Linked DNA regions of Danio rerio: region 1 is linked to region 2. The links are chromatin contacts, called in public HiChIP or PLAC-seq maps. All regions are on one chromosome and are shown on one strand. The core of a region is the stretch at or near the end of the contact, and the rest is flanking DNA. Distances in the headings are between cores, read along the strand shown. Region 1 holds the start of shisa3 (shisa family member 3). Region 2 holds the start of slc30a9 (solute carrier family 30 member 9).

Evidence for each region. HiChIP or PLAC-seq counts read pairs in DNA pulled down with a chosen protein or histone mark.
Region 1: an H3K4me3 HiChIP or PLAC-seq map of embryo shows a contact between it and region 2, with 8 times the contacts expected there. The contact joins the promoter of shisa3 here to the promoter of slc30a9 in region 2. A contact is called at or near these places in 1 of 18 Hi-C or Micro-C datasets (embryo) and 1 of 4 datasets of contacts at active chromatin or transcription factors (embryo).

What each region holds. Positions count from the first base shown.
Region 1 is chr14:49,825,595-49,829,315 of GRCz12tu, reverse strand. shisa3 (shisa family member 3) reads left to right here and starts at 2,075. Exons shown (of 2, transcript NM_001080662.2): 1 at 2,075-2,717. The coding sequence starts at 2,444.
Region 2 is chr14:49,412,627-49,416,861 of GRCz12tu, reverse strand. slc30a9 (solute carrier family 30 member 9) reads right to left here and starts at 2,966. Exons shown (of 19, transcript NM_001008575.1): 1 at 2,868-2,966; 2 at 1,538-1,686; 3 at 1,241-1,432. The coding sequence starts at 1,646. zgc:195212 reads right to left here. Exons shown (of 12, transcript NM_001135145.1): 12 at 3,894-3,955. The coding sequence ends at 3,905.

The DNA of each region.
Region 1 (3,721 bases), core at 826-3,325, 410 kb before region 2:
ATAACTTGACTTCTAGTTGATCATTTGGAAAAGTGGCAGAAGGTATACTTGCATCCCAATCACCACAAATACTGCAGAAGACCTACTGGAACCCACATCAACCCAAGATTCTCACAGAAATAAGTCAAGTTTGGTGAATAAAAAAATTATTGTTTGGAGTTACATTTAGTATGGGGGCGTGCGAGAGATCTGCAAAGTGGATGGCAACATCAACAGCCTGAGGTATCAAGACATTTGTGCTGCCCATTACATTACAAACACCATGAGAAGGCAAATTCTCCAGCAGGATAGTGCTCTTTCTCAAACTTCAGCCACCACATCAAAGCTCCTGAAAGCAAAGAAGATCAAGGTGCTCCATGATTGGCCAGCCCAGTCACCAGATATAAACATTATTGAGCTTGTCTTGAAGAAAATGAAGGAGGAGGCACTGAAGATGAATCTAAATAACCTTGATAAACTCTGGGAGTCCTGCAAGAAGGCTTTCTTTGCTATTCCAGATGACTTTATTAATAAATGATTTGAGTCATTGCAGAGATGTATGGATGCAGTCCTCCAAGCTCATGGGAGTCAGACACAATATTCATTTCTCTTGCACTGCAGCATGACTTTATATTCTATACTGTACATTATTTCTGTTAAGTGACAAGACTTTTGTCTAAGCAAAGTCAGACCTTTCCGCCCTAATGAAATAATTAAAAATCAAGACATGATCGTATTTTATTTTGGTAAAATAAGCGTAATCTAGAGACCTTTGCCTTTTATATAAACCACTTCTGTTACCAAATGATCAATTAGAAGTCAAGATATTATTTGTTGTTTCTAAAACTTGGATAGGCGATAAGACTTTTGTCAGGTACTGTACAATAATTATACAGATGGGGTCTAAAATATTTGTAACTATTTACACTATATTTTTAACATTTTAAACCTGTGAATAAAAAGAGGGACATAATGTTCTCTGAAGAAGAAAACAATAGAAAACACTCGTTCCAGAGGATTTCATATACAATATAATGAACAGACAATAACAGGCGCAGCAAAAGATCACAATGGCCAGAAGAGGGCGACAACATGACAGGAATCCAGAGGCAAACTTTTCTCCAGCTTACCAGACTGACACACTAAATGAAAGCGAAATATACTTTTAAACAATTTGACCTCAATTTATCTACAATTTGTTTTAAACAGCAGTCAACCATAGAAAAAGGCAACTAATATTTATAAATCTAATAAAATAAAATAAAAACATTTTGGGCAAAAAAATAAAATGAGATGCATCTTTAAAATGACTAGGACAAGCTAGAAATTAAGCAACAGTTTATCAGTCTTACTTTTAATGCTGTGATACAAATTAGTCAAATCGATAATGTTATGACTTTACAATGATATGACCACAAAGATTAAAATCAAATCTGACTAACACAAACCTACGCATCGTGCTGTCCATCTCAAGTCCTCTGGGCAGCAGGACGCAGAGACGAGCTCGTGTGTGTGTGTGTGTGTGTGTGTGTGTGTGATTAATTTATCCAAATGTTATGCCATTATCAAATATTCCGAAAAATTAAGATATACAGTATGTTAGATGAAAATTCCACAATGATCCCAACAGCAGCCAAATGTCACCCTGCCACAAACTCAGACTGTGAGCCAATGGACAAACCTAAAGCAAGAGCTTTTCTTATAAAATGTTTTTATAATTACTAGTAATACCATTATCTTTATATTTTAATTTATTATTTTTTAATTTTTTATTTAATTTATTTATTTCATTATTATTGTTGCTTTTAATGTCTTAAACACTTTAAAATCTTTTTCCTGTTATATAAATGCTATTTACTTATATTTATTTACTCTGCATATAATATATATATATATATATGTAATTATTTTACAGATCTATTCTTAATTGTTCTCTTTTTACGTCTTGTATAATTGCTTTGGCAATGCTGTGCAGGTCATGTTAATAAAGGTAATTTGAATAATTGAGAGAGAGAGAGAGAGAGAGAGAGAGAGAAAGAGAGAAAGAGAGAGAGAGAGAGAGAGAGAGAGGCGCGCTTTAGATACTCCGCTTCAGAGCAGACGCGCATCTTCATGCAGTCAGAACAACGACGAGTTAGCGAAGTATTTTCATAACATTTTTGAACTTTTTATTATACCACACTGACATGGATTACATAATCACGAACAGCAGCTTAAAACGACACGGATGATATGCGGATAAAATCATGGAGTTTCTGGAAATGACATTTTGAAGTCGGTATATTTTGCTAGGTGTTCCCTGGTAGCTAGTGGATTTGGACAGCATCTTTGGATTTTTTTTTCGCTGAACGATTTCAATCCTGTGAGCTGATGGAGTATTTTAAATCATCGATAGTTTATTTGAGGCTGGTTTAATTCAAGTTTGTCGGCGAGTTTTAAAAAACTGGAATCGCGTCTCGCCGGTATGGTGCGCCTGCTCAATTGCCTGGTTCTGGGGTATTTGACATGGAATCTGCGAATATCTGAAGCCCGTGGAGAGTACTGTCACGGCTGGCTGGACAGCAGTGGGAATTACCATGAGGGTTTTCAGTGTCCGGAGGATTTCGACACGGCGGACGCGACGGTGTGCTGCGGGAGCTGCTCGCTGCGCTACTGCTGCGCGGCGCCGGACGCGCGCCTCGATCAGGGAACGTGCACGAATGACAGAGAAGTGGAGAACAACACGCAATATGCTGCCCGTAAGACTCCGAGTTAGGAACTATTAAATACATAGACACACTTTACAATAAGATGTCATTAGTTAATGAATTTACCAACATTAACTACAGTTAAAGTCATAATTATTAGCCCTCCTGTGATTTTTCTTTTTCAATAATTTCTAAATTATGTTAAACAGAGCGTTTCACACTATATCCTATACTTTTTTTCCGGAGAAAGTCTAAAAAATTCGATTGTCTGCAGAACAAACCAGTGTTACCCTTACTTGCCCATTTAAGCTAATTAAGCTAGTTAAATTATGACAAAAAAAAGTTTTTTTTATTATTATTATAAGTAATTGCTAACAATTTATATGGGCTAAATTTAAATAAACAAATTAAATTTAGTAATGTTAAACTCAATTTGTTAGTTTCAGCCCATATAAATTTTTTGCAACCACTTACATTAAAAAAATGAAGTAAATCGATGATTTTTTTTCCAGTCTGTATGCTTATGATTCAAAGAACTGACTAAAGTATCTCCTGAAAAATGTTATTCCTGCAAAGTAGTGAAAGATAATTTGTCCATCACTGCAAACTGTTGTAAAGGGTTTGCAAAGAAAAAAAATAATAGAAGAGAGAATAGTACATGTGGAATTATGTTGAGATGGGTTTTTAGTTATGAAAGAAAAAAAAAGAATGTCTTTGAATATACGTTTGTCACTGAACAATTCTAATGTACCTTGATGAATATATGATAATAAAATAAACAGTTTTATGACAAGCTGCTGTAATGACGTCTAGTTGAATAAATTATTTTCAGTTATATGAACCTGACACACCTACCTGGTTTTACTCAATGCATCTCACATCTCAAAATATCAATATAGAATTTGTCATTTCTACAAGTTGCCAGATATTCTTCCTTTCCTTATCAGAAATGTAACATGTATTGTCAGTTTATATTTTACCACAGAACTTTGAAATTTACTGGTGAATTAAAAAACAAAACAAATACAAAACTAAAACCAACTGATAATAACTGA
Region 2 (4,235 bases), core at 1,717-4,216:
AGTTTTATATGTGTCCCACACTGCTAAAAAACACTATTAGGACACCTATTTTTCACTAAAAAGTGTAAATTGGTTGTTTTTGCGTTATTTCAAGCAAATTCGTACTTCCGGTTTGAAGCGAATTTTTGAAGCTGCGTCACGGTCATGACATAATAGCGTTGTATTCCAGCGTGCAGACTGGGCGTGACCTCTCCCGGAGGTGAATTAATTATTTATGAATAAGTAATTAATTCAAAACGAATTGATTATTTGTAGCTTACCATTTCAACTACCTGACCCGCATGGTCTTTGTTTTATCCATTTACAAATCATAAATAAATAGAAATAAGTTGCACACAAATTACCACCTGTCAATCACTTTTTCCGTGGAAGGTTGATCGGTAAAAAAGGTGCCCAACCAACAGTATCTGAGGTTTTCACTAAAATTATTAAGTACAAGTGTGAAAGTAAAAGACTGAAGCAGTGTACTGATGCTGTGACACGTTATCTGATAGATTCACAAGGCCAAAGAGTCGTCAGATAGAGACAAGATCAATTAAATATTACGTTTAACAACTATAGTGAGACGCGATCCAGCGGTACATTCTTGATAAACTGTCCGATGTGCACTGCTCTCTGAAGCTACGAGAGCATGACAGTGTGTGTGGCTGTGTGTGTGTGTGTGTGTTTGTGTGTGTGTGTGTGTGTATGTGGTCACATGATGTGCATTTCAGCGCATAAAGGGCTGTTCAGAAATGCTAGGTAAAACACGGTGTGGATGTGGATCCTTTTCGTTTTAAAATGGCAATTTAATACTAAGACGTATTAGTGTAAACGAGGCCTAAGTGTGTATTTTTCACGAGCAAGTTTGCGACGGGGGCGGGGCGGAGAATCAGCGATGCTGGCTCAGCATCGTGTTGTCTATTGGCCATTGGCGAAGGACGATGGCATCGTCTATTGGCCCAACCCTATTGGTATTAATACGGGCTTTGCTCTCTCGCACTCTCTCTCCTAATCAGAAGGGAGATGAATAATGAATAATAATATTAATATTTTAACATTCTTGTTTTTTATAAGAAAATAAGATGAGATTGCACTAATTTAGTTTTTTTTTTAATGTAATCTTTTACTTAATTTGCATACTTTCTTAAATTTGTTCTCCACAGTACCGAAAATGGTATTAAATATCGATCTTTTTCAATGAAATTCCCCTACTGTGACAACACTAATGCAAAGTCAATGTGAATAAAGGCATTATCACCAGCTCCTTTTGCAGCAGGTTGTGCAGCTTGTGCTTTCTCAGTAGTCTTTGGTTCTTCGGGTCTGGTTGGAGATCCATCTTTACCACTTCCTGATGTTGAGCAATTCTGGACCTGTGTCCATGTTAAGGAAGTGACCCTGAAATCCGGAAAGCTAAACCAGAGTTTGTGCACACCTCCTCTACTTTGCCAACCTATTAAGAATCAGAGAATCATTTGTGCATCTGGTTTAGAAGTATTGAATTAAAATAAACTTTTTTCACACGACAGATGGAAATCATAGTGCGTGAAGTGCTTACCAAAACAGGGCTTTGAAATTTTGGAGGATCTCTGAGACAGAGGGGCTCGTTGTTGCAGGTAGACCCGGCAGAGGACTTGCCATGGTCTGTGGGCCAGACAGGGGAACATCCTCTCTGTGTCAAGTCCAGGAGACACACACTGAATTCTGCTGGACATTTACAATATACTGTATTAGGAAAATCAGACTGCACTGAAGCTTATTACAGGAGTCACGTTAACTGGTCATGTGACTGTCCACACTGTCGGCTGACTAATCACATTTCTTCCAAGTACAAAAATACATCTACTCTGCAGAAATAAGCCACAATTTAACTTCAATCAATCGTTACATTGTTCTATCAATCCATCATTCTATCTATCTATGAATCAATGTAACATTTTTTTCTTTCTGTCTGTCTGTCTAATTTATTCATCCTATCTGTTTATCCATCCTTCCATCTAAATACCAATGTAACAATTAATCATATCTATCTACCATCTATGAATGACTGTAACAATTTATTCTTTCTATCTATCTATCTATCTATCTATCTATCTATCTATCTATCTATCTATCTATCTATCAATTCATTCATCCTATCTATCCATCCATCCATCGTTACTTGGTAAATAATTTGGTTAGATCTGTCTGTCTGCCTCTGTCATTCTTCTATCTATCTATGTATTCTATCTATTCATTTATCCTATCTATCCATCTTTAGTTGGTTGATAAATAGCAAACTATTTGGTTAGATACTGTATGTATGTCTGTTTTTCTGTCTCTGTCATTATCTATCTATCTATCTATCTATCTATCTATCTATCTATCTATCTATCTATCTATCTATCTATCTATCTATCTATCTATCCTAAATATTCATAAATGCATCCATAACATCATATTGGTCAGCTAATAAGCAAACTAAGAAAATATCTCTGTACAGTAAAATAATCATAATAACATCAAATTTCATCTCAATTAATGTATTTATTACGACAACAGGCAAACCCAGTTTTGACAGTATGAACACTTGTTTGTTTTTTAGACCATGATAAGCTTAGAATTAGCATTCAATGGTCATTATAAGGCTTTAAATCCCTCCACTTCGTCCCAGGACCAGACAGGATGTGTCTAAACGAGGGACTGCTTTATTTTCAATTTACAATCAGATTAAGCGAAAACTGCCGCTCCGTAAACAACACACTGCTAACTGTGTCTGACTGCAGCCGGTGTCTTTCAGTTAGCCTAGCCTGACAAGCTACAGCTTAGCAAGATGCTACAGATGAATGAGTATTAACATACACTATATATATGAAGGATGAAATAAATGAAGCTTAGTTATTCTTTACCTTCATGAAGCTCAGTCCATTGTTCACGGGTGGTCGACAGCTAACTCAACAGTCGATATCGAGTAGCACCAACAAAAAGTAGTTTAGATGAACAGCTCGCGAGATTGCGAGTCAACGAACGAGAGAGCGTCACCGCGTCTGCAGACACGCTAAACAGCCTGATAGTGGAGGAGCCCCTCACTGGAGATGCTCAGGATTTAAAAATAGCTCACGTTCTTAATTTTACAAAAACAAACAAACAACAACAAAAAAATTAATATTAATAATAGATGGTAGTAATAATAATAATAATGAAAGGAAAAAAAAATATGTATCACTATGAATAAAAAAATCCCACATGCGCAAAAACATAATTATAAGCGCGTAGATAAACCTAATTATGCACTAAAATGGTCTCTTGGTGCCAAAAGTAATACCTGTATTGCTTGTACTATACTTTTATCTGTTGTATTTACATAGTAATTGGCTTTTGTTGCTGAAAATATTAAATAAATAAATTAAATTATAAACAAATAAATAATGATTTACATAAAAAAAGATAAACCTATTTTTTTATTTAAAAAAAACGAAATAAAAATTATATTAGTGTAAGTTTTTGTGGATAATTAGAACTAAAACTATTTCTGGTACTTAAAATTAAATAAAAGTCAACTGAAAAATAATTGTAAAGAAAATCTTGATGTCAAGAAGTTATATTTATTTTTATTTTGATTGAATTTGATGTACTAAACTATAACCAAAATAAAGTAAATACAAAAAACTATGTACACATTTACTAAATATATACCAAAAACTTGTATACTGCATATACATAAACATATAACAAAAACATAATAAAAGAAAGACACAAAGACAGCAAAATACAAAATAGAATATTTATAAATAAAATATAAATATTATAATGTTTATTTAATTTGGGATTACTTAGGTTTATTAGTTTACTACTCGTTTATCGGTCTAAAATATGTAAATGGCTTTTATGGTCTTGGGGACACGAACAAAACATTGGAAAAAAAGTCATCTCAAATGCCTTTTCTTTAATCCCATTCAGAAAAGTTTTCCAGCTCTTGAAGCCACTGCTCCTCCACCTTCAAAAACATAAAAAAAAAACAGTTCAGACATGCACACAACACACATATTTTTTGACAGAGCTGGGCTACAGATTAAATGTGCGTTTTACAGCATTTAATATACAGTTGAATTCACAAATATTAGCCCCAGGACTTGGAGTTATAGTGTTCACTTTATTTTTGATCACTATATTTCCTAAAAGATGGTTAAAGATGCAGTATGTAAGTTTGACAACCAGTGGTTTAACTAGATATTGCATTCCTGGATCAAAACAAACGCAAGTGCAGGTTGCCAGAT